Regions from separate parts of the Mus musculus genome. Here region 2 is linked to region 1. The links are chromatin contacts, called in public promoter capture Hi-C maps. All regions are on one chromosome and are shown on one strand. Each heading gives the region's core, a stretch centred on a gene start, on an enhancer-like site or on the middle of the called end of the contact. The rest is flanking DNA. Distances are from core to core; before and after follow the strand shown.

The links. Promoter capture Hi-C pulls out the DNA fragments that hold promoters and counts their contacts.
Region 2: a contact with region 1 is called in a promoter capture Hi-C map of hematopoietic stem and progenitor cells, with 2.4 times the contacts expected there. The contact joins the enhancer-like site here to the promoter of Trim9 in region 1. A contact is called at or near these places in 9 of 39 promoter capture datasets (the HPC-7 cell line, cranial neural crest, embryonic stem cells and 5 more) and 3 of 115 datasets of contacts at active chromatin or transcription factors (astrocytes, embryonic stem cells and forebrain).

Annotation. Positions count from the first base shown.
Region 1 is chr12:70,345,778-70,349,833 of GRCm38.p6, forward strand. It overlaps Trim9 (tripartite motif-containing 9), which reads right to left and starts at 1,837. Exons shown (of 14, transcript NM_001286388.1): 1 at 570-1,837. The coding sequence starts at 1,391.
Region 2 is chr12:70,871,890-70,875,894 of GRCm38.p6, forward strand. It overlaps Frmd6 (FERM domain containing 6), which reads left to right. Exons shown (of 14, transcript NM_028127.3): 3 at 602-692. Among named protein-coding and RNA genes, the nearest start is that of Gm32664, 30 kb to the right of the region's middle. Within about 2 kb of position 1,767, at least 17 of the 459 cell types and tissues checked have an H3K27ac peak or open chromatin away from gene starts, as enhancers often do. A contact at or near this core is called in hematopoietic stem and progenitor cells, where this site is marked.

The sequences.
Region 1 (4,056 bases), core at 587-3,086:
GACCTGCTTCTCTTTCAGCAGAGTCAGGTCCAGCTCAGAGCCAACTCATCAGTATTCCAGCCACGGAGTCTCTCCCCGCCCCCGCTGTGCATCAGGGCTTCTGTCTCCTTTGCTGAGATAGCCCCCTGAGGTCTACCCAACCCCACTGCCCCGACCTGCCCTAGTCTCCCAAGCCCTCAGCCCACCCTGTAGAGGCGCATGCCCGGAGGCCTCTGCCACCCGCGAGCCTCCGTCAAACCAAGTAGGCTTTGCCCTATGGTGGTGGCGACCATAGATAGGCTGCAGACTAAAGAGGGGGCATCTTAGGCCCAGCTCACAGGCAGAATGCATGGGAAGGGAGACCCGTGCTAAGGTATTCCTACAACCACTCTCTGGAGACCTTCAACTTCCCTGCGTCGCCTCAAACGTCCCCTGAGCCTCCTGCAATGCACCAGATCTCAAGGCAGACGCCGAAGGCACTTGCACTGCGCCCCCACTGGGATGCGCTGTCACCCTAGGAGGGACCGAGTGCTGCAAATCTGGAGGACCCTAGGGCGCGGGGAGTCAGGGGTGGGTTGCATAGGACTCACCTTGTGCAATTTCCACATAGCCCCCAAAGCCTTGACTTCGTGGCTGGAGTGTTTGCCCTCCTCTAGGCACTGGTAGCACACGGGCATCTTGCATTGCACGCAGTACATGCTGTGGTTCTCCAGCTCGTGGTCTGTGCAGGTGGAGACCTTGCGCGGGCTCAGCCGCCGGCTGACGCGGCCCTGGGCCGGGGGCACCAGACGGTGTTTGGCTAGGGGACCCCGGGGCGGGTGGCAGCGCAGACGGCAAGGGTCGCAGTAGAAGACATCGCACTGTTCACACATGACCGTGGCTTCCTTGGGCGCCTTCTCGCAGAGCTGGCACTTGAGGGCCGCGGCTTTGCTCTGTTGGTAGCGGTCGATGACCCCTTCCAGGACGCGGTTCTTGGGGAAACCGCGGAGCCCCCGGTCATCCAGAATGAGGCTGCGGTGGCACTGGGGGCAGGTGATGCAGGAATTGCGGGGCACAGGGGCCAAAGCCGGTGACAGGTGGGTGGGCGGTGGCGGCATAGCAGGGGGGAAAACGCGGACGCCGTTGGGCGACTTCTGGCACGGGGTAGTGGGGGCGCTGGCGAAACCTCCGTAGGAGCCATAGCCGCTGTCCGCCTCGCTGTACAGGCTCATCTTGTCCAGGTCCAGATAATCATAGTCAGAAACCCCAGAGCCCGAGGCCCGGCGGCTCTGGGGGGACTCGGACTCCGGGGTCTGCACCAGGATGTTGCGGGCGCACGCCTGACATAAATTGTGAGAGCAGGGCAAGATGATGGGCTCCCGATAGAAGGAGCCACACACAGGGCATTTTAACTCTTCTTCCATCTCTTCCATGGGGACCTGGCTGGAAGCGAGGCAGCAGCGGCTGCGGCGGAGGGGGCCTGACCTGGCGAAGCAGCCGATGGGCCTGTGGTGGCCAGCACCTTGGCCAGCGGCGGCGGTGGTGGCGCCTTCCCCGGTCGCCTAGGCGCCGACTCCCCAGGATGCGCTCTCTCTGTGAGCCACCGAGCCTCCGCGCTGCGCGCCAGCCCGGGTCCGCCCCCTTCCCACTGCTAGCCCCGCCCCGCCAGGGAGCGGAGGCTCATCGGACGGTGGCCGTGAGAGCTGCTTTCTTATTGGCCTCCCGCCTTGTCCGTCTCCTCTCCTCTGCAGGTCGCTGAGGGCTCTATGAGTCGGAGCTGGAGCCCCGGCATCGCCTGCTGGCTGCTGCGGGATTTTAGGAGGGGGCTGGCGCAAGCCGAGAAGAAGTGGGGCGGGATGATTCATCCTTTCCTACCCCCCTCCACGCTTCCTTCTGAGCTCGGGTGCAGTCACCCCGGAGCAGGGGGCGTGAGAACCCCTCCCGGTCGCGAGTGGGCTGCTGCTGCCTGTCGCCAGCGCTTGGCGCTTGCCTTCCAGCTTTGGTCTGCATGCCGACCCACCCCTTCTCCTTCCGCTGCTGGCGTAGAGCCAGCACCTCCCCCGAGCCTTCCTGGAGCCTTTTGGGCTTTTCTCCAACCCTCAGAAGCAGCTGGAGCGCCCGCATCTCTGGTGTTTAGGGAAGATGGTGGTGTGCCATGGCTGCAGTGTCCCCTTTCTGCATCCCTGGTAGCTTTTTCCCTACCCGAGGCAAAGGCTCAGCATTCCCCCAAAAGCTGTGCCACCATCGCTACATGCTTTAAATGTGCGGAGGCCCTACGCCTTGGAGCAAAGGTACCTCTCACCCTCCCCAACCTCCCGAAGCTCCATCCCCCAGTTTTCGAGAGGCCCCAGGAAGGTTAGTTGAGTTGAGTCAGGCAGTGTTTGTGTATTTCTGAGTGTTTATCGGTTGTTAACTAGCTATGTGAACGAATCGCTATGGTACTGAAGATTCCAAACAATATTATCCAATGTCACATGCCCTTAGCATCTACCATAAATTCCAGAAGAGGGGTGGGATATTATTTCTGCTTCTGTAAGATAACGAGGGATCCAGTGATAGCCCTTATATTCTAACCGATTTCTCTTTCCCCCAAACGGTGCTAGAGATAATAAGTCCTGCCTCTTGCCTGTATAACCCTTGAAATGATGACAATGATAGAATCTTTGAATAAAGATATCAGCCTGCTACTCAATGGGGGAGAATCTTTGAATCTAGTGACATTCCAAGGAAGTAATTTATCTTGGGAGCATACATAGTTAATTTTCCGAGTGATTCATGAAGCAAGTGACAAAAATGGTTTTCAAGTTCGTGGGATCTTCCAAATTTTCAATTTCCAGAAGATAACAATTATTCATAGCTTACTTTATAATTTAAAAGCACTTTTTTTTTTCCCAGAGAAAAGAAGTACTTTCTATAATCTTGATTTTGGAGAAATAGTACAAATAAATTGAATTATCTTGCAAATATATTTTTTAGCACAATGATTACAGTAGTTGATCATTGGTTGTGTGGGAGGAAAATTCACATTGTTATTTAAAACTATGTTAGTCACAGATCCTACAGGGTTTATTCCTAACCCACATTTTAATTAGTTGAGACCGGAGCTGCTAATGTTATATGCAGTCTGTTTATAGGCAAAGTGTTTCTTAAGATTTGATTGGGGCATCATCTATATTAGTGCAGGATATATAGACTATTAGTCCAAAGACACTTTGCTCATGTTAAGTAGTTAATTCTTAAGAAGAAAGGGGCATCCATGCCCGTGTATGTTACAATCCTTTCGTGTATTTTGTATTCACCTGCGCAAGTCAGAGAAACCTTGGCTAGCAAAGTAAAGAGTGTCATTCTTCCCAAGTCTGGGTTTTGCCTACCACAGAATACCATGTAAGAGGTCTGGTGATTAGCAGACAGGCTATGCTTGGTTCACGGGAAAGGGTGGGTAGTTTGAGGGCATGTCCAATGGTCTGATTTGGTGTCAGACACAAATAGCCTCAATCCGATACAGATTTATAGAACAGTTGGTCAATTAGGAAATAGCTTGAGGTGAATTAACTGTTAGATCTATTTGGTCAGGAACTAGCACATCGATCCCTCCTAGAGAGCTTTCCAGATGACTGCCGTTTGTTGGGAAGTCTCCTCTTCCTGGCATCACGACTTGAGCCAGTCCCTGTAATATGACCACATGGGCACAGTTATTGCCACTTGTCAGATTAGTGATCTGAAGCTAAGAAAACCAGAGGAACCTCTCACGATCCAGCACCGGTGAGGCTAGGGTTGGAACCCAAGAGCGGGAAGGTTGTAGCTCCTTTTCTTCATTCACCAAGTAAATAGTCCATATTTTGTGAGGTTCTGGTGTAACGAACCTGAAATGTTAATCTTTTGCTATCCTGCTTAGCTTCTCTGAGAGTTTAACATTTTTAAAATTAATTTCTGTTTTTGTTAGGCCTTTGAAGATGTTCTCTCATGTTGTACTACTTGTCCAAGGTGTGCTTTAAAGCCCACCACCCCAAGTTATCTTTTAAGGGGCATAAAAAAAATCTGAATGCAATTGGTGACCTTGTAGAAATGCCAGCCCACAGGGAGACTAATTTTTCTGTC
Region 2 (4,005 bases), core at 517-3,016, 530 kb after region 1:
CCAGCAACCACATGGTGGCTCACAACCATCTGTAATGAGACATCTATGGTGTACTTACATATAATAAATATATAAATCTAAAAAAAAGTGGTAAAATTGCAATTATGAAGTAGCAACAAAAATAACTATATGAAGGCAGTTCACCACAATATGACGACCTGTGTTAAAGGATCACAGCATTTGAGAACACCGCTGTAGGGTATACTTATACCAAAACATTGAATACTGTATAAAAATGTATCCATTCATGTAAGAAAAAATGGTAAAAGACAGAACATACTGCCAAGTAAATACCTTTAATGGAGCAAGCTCTTCTAAAGGCCCTGTTTTTCATGCATGATCTGAGACCCTGACCCACGTGTCATGAGATTTATGAGTCTTGTGTAAGATTGCATTGGTACCCGGTTATCATGCTGTACAACTGATAGTCATTGAGACACAGCCCCAGGTTGCAGAGATTTCCAAAAACCAGGGGTGATTTTACTGATGTCAGGGTGTCCTGTGAAGGTGTAGATTTACAAAGTTTAAAAAGTGCCTGATTGTGTCAGTGTGGCTGAATTTAAGTAGCTCAAGTGTCTTTCTTTTTCTCTCCCTCCCACAGGTTAAAATTCTGTGTCACCAGTTGCTGGTCCAGGTGTGTGACCTGCTCAGGTTAAAGGACAGTCACCTCTTTGGTCTCAGTGTTATACAAAGTAAGTTTCAGTCCACTCTCTGGTATCTTTAGCCAACTGTCTCCAAGGACATGACATTTTAAAGTCTAAAGCCATCGTGCTACGTGAGCTGTCAAAATACCCATCCACTGATCCCCGTTCCAAGTGTAGTATTTATTTTCCAATGTCAGCTGATGTACTTCTTATGTGATTTGGGATTTTTATTATTGTTGTTACGTTTTAGACTTAGTAATGTCGTTCCTTTTGTTTCATTTTGTTTTAATGAGCCAGGCTTGGTTTTTATTGTTGCTGCTGTTTTCGTGACCACGGAGACCAGCCCTATCTTGGAGGAAAGGAGATGGTTTTTGTCATTTGTCATTACCATCTACAACGCTACAAATGATAATGGCTTGTGACATTACCAAAATTTTGAACATAGTAAAACTGCCTTTCTTCTGTTCAGATTCTCTTGCAATTAAAAGTATGACAGTGATGGATTAATTGAATTTTTTTTTTCTGTTTTTCGTCACGTCCTTTTCTTTTTTCTAGTCAGGCGGTGTGACTGTAAAATGCAGTCATTTTCTTCCACCATTATATTAGGAATTTGCAGGGAAGGATTTCATAGGCACTCCCTGTCTCATGTCCCTTACTTAGCACCAGACCCTTGGGACTTACAGCCATTTGTTAAAAGCTCTCTTATGTCAAAGTATATCTAGAAATTTCTCCGCTTTACTTTTTAAATCTCAGAATATTTTAACATGTCTGCTCATCTTTTTCAAGGAGATTTACTTGTGTTTAATTATACTCTCTACATTTATGTGTATAGTCGTTTTCTCGGATTGTTTTAAATCTAAAGGTTGTGATAGTTTGAGAATCTGGTCGGTGCTGTGAATGTTTATATCTGCCAAGTTAGAAAATATATTGTCAACAGAAAAAGCGGGCTCCCTTTCTTCCAAAATGGGAACTGTGTTCGGTTGCCTTTCTTGGAACATGGAATGAGGAATGCAGACAGCCCTGCATGTCAGCCATTTGCCCTCTGCTTCACTCCTGTAGTAGTCAGTGCAGTGAAAACAGGAAGGCTAACCACCATCTTTGGGTCTAGAAGCGGGAAGCTGCTGCCTAGATTCCAGACGACTCTTGCTGTGCCCTCAAAGGCGTTCTTCCTTCTGCACCTGCAGCCAGACTGTTGATCTCTGTGGTTCAACAAGCCGGTCCAAGAAAACCAGTTCATAGCTTCCTCCAGATTCCAAACAAGAGCTTTTAAGTTGCTCTTTAAAGGAGAGTTTGCAGTGTGGTGAAAGAGCAGTGGAACGGCAGTCAGGTGACCTGGTTCAGATTCTGGTTCTACTGCTGGCTAGCAGTCGTGTCTGAAGGGGTTCAGACATGCCACCAGACTTCCCTCACTGTCAAGACAATGTAATGTGACAGACAGAAGCTGCTGTTGTGCCAGCTTTGCAGGATGGACGTGCATTTCAGAATTTGCATCACAGGTTTTTCGTTCTTAGTGTGGATTTGGATTCCCAGGCAGGTGAGGAGGAAGTATAGAGGGTTCTAGAACACCATGCACATGCAGGTATAGCGTCCCCACTGTCATCCCCAACCTGACACTCTATCGCCCAGAGTCCATCCTTCCCACGTGGCTTCCCTCCTGGTGTTTGTATCCCACGACTTTAGACAGATGTACTGCATGTATCCACCATCGGGGTGTGGAGGATGGCTTTACTGCCTTGAAGCCACTCACACCATTTTAAATTGGTGACTGAAATTGTCACTGTCTGTTCAATAGTTGGAAAGAATGTACTTTGAACATTGGCATTTTTAAGATTCAGTCAATCTAACACTCTTTAAAAATCCATCTAAATAGCAAGAATCACAATGCCATTCTTTCAGTTTTGTATTGAAATAATTTCAAAGTTCCAAGAAGACAATGAGAGTCTCCTTAGGTATTAACACCAACATTTCTTCCTCCATCTGTGATCTACCTTCCTGTTTCCCATCTCTCCACACGTGAGACCAGCAGCATCTTCTACGTAACCACGTGGCAACATTACAATCAGGAAGTCCATGCCCCAGTGCTAAGTAGTCTTTAGTTTTCTCCAGGGGTCCTAGGACTGTCCATCATAGTCACAGATGGTCTGGTTTCAAGTCTTTATTCTTCAGCCACCCCTCAGCCTCCCTTGTGGCCTTGGCTTTTTTTTTTTCCTCCCCCTTTTCTTTTTTTAAGAGAACAGTCAGGTTACTTTGTGGAATGTCCTTTAATTTGGGTTTGGTTTATGTTTCCTTATGGTTAATTCAGGTTATGCGTGATTTGGGTGGGGATATCAGATAAATGATAAAGTGCCATTCTCACTGTACAGTATCATGGGGCACACTAATTATTTATGTCCTTATGGTGATGTTAGTTTTGGCAAAAGTTCCTCCACACACTTTCTGTGATATCCGTGAGCTCGAGTTAACACTTCTGATGACAATCCAGTTCCATGAGATTCAGTCCGCCTCTTCTTTCCATTGCTTATGGCTTCTTTCTTCAACAGTGAGAAACCTGGCTTATTTGCTCGCACATTTAGGAGTATATTATATATAAAGGATATTACAGAGGTACAGAGTAGTCTAGGGCAAAGTTTGGGAAGGGGAACGCAGCTCTTCTGCTCAGTTTGTGTCTACCAGTCTATATGTGTCCAGCTACCCAGAGTTCTCAAGCTAGATAGCTCTGGTCACACTGTCAAGTGACAGACACATAAAGGTAATTTAAGGTGTGCACTGTGCTCACAGACTCCCCGAGACTCTGGCAGCACACGAGGGCTGCACAGGTCGCAGCTAGACAAGGGTCTCAGGCTGAGAGGGGGAAGGAGTGCCCATTCCTAACCCAGACGCTATCTCTAATTAACAACCACTTACAGGAAAGCTTAGTTTTTTTCTAGTGGCGTCTCACTGGGTATACACACCACACTTAAGGGAAGGCCCCATGCCCAGCGGGAGATGACCAACACAATACTCAATGGTATTTTTGTAGACATTTTGTCTTGTATTGCTTTGTTTGGGTATTTTTTATCTTAACTGTTCTTTTGTTTGTATATTATTGTTTCTGATTTTGCATTTGTGTGGGTGTTATTTGTGTGGGTGTGTGTATGTTTCTCGTGCTTTTTCTTTGTTTTGTTTTTTAAATTCTGATTTTTATTATTAGCATTTTTTTTTCTAAAGAACTAGAGGAAGCATGGAATTGGGTGGGAATGGAAGGGAGAGAGGATATAGAAGGAATGGGGAGGGGAAACCACGATCAGAATATAGTCTATGAAGAATTTATTTTCAATAAAAATAAAATGTAAATATGCATGTGCTGCTCTGAGCAGTCTCC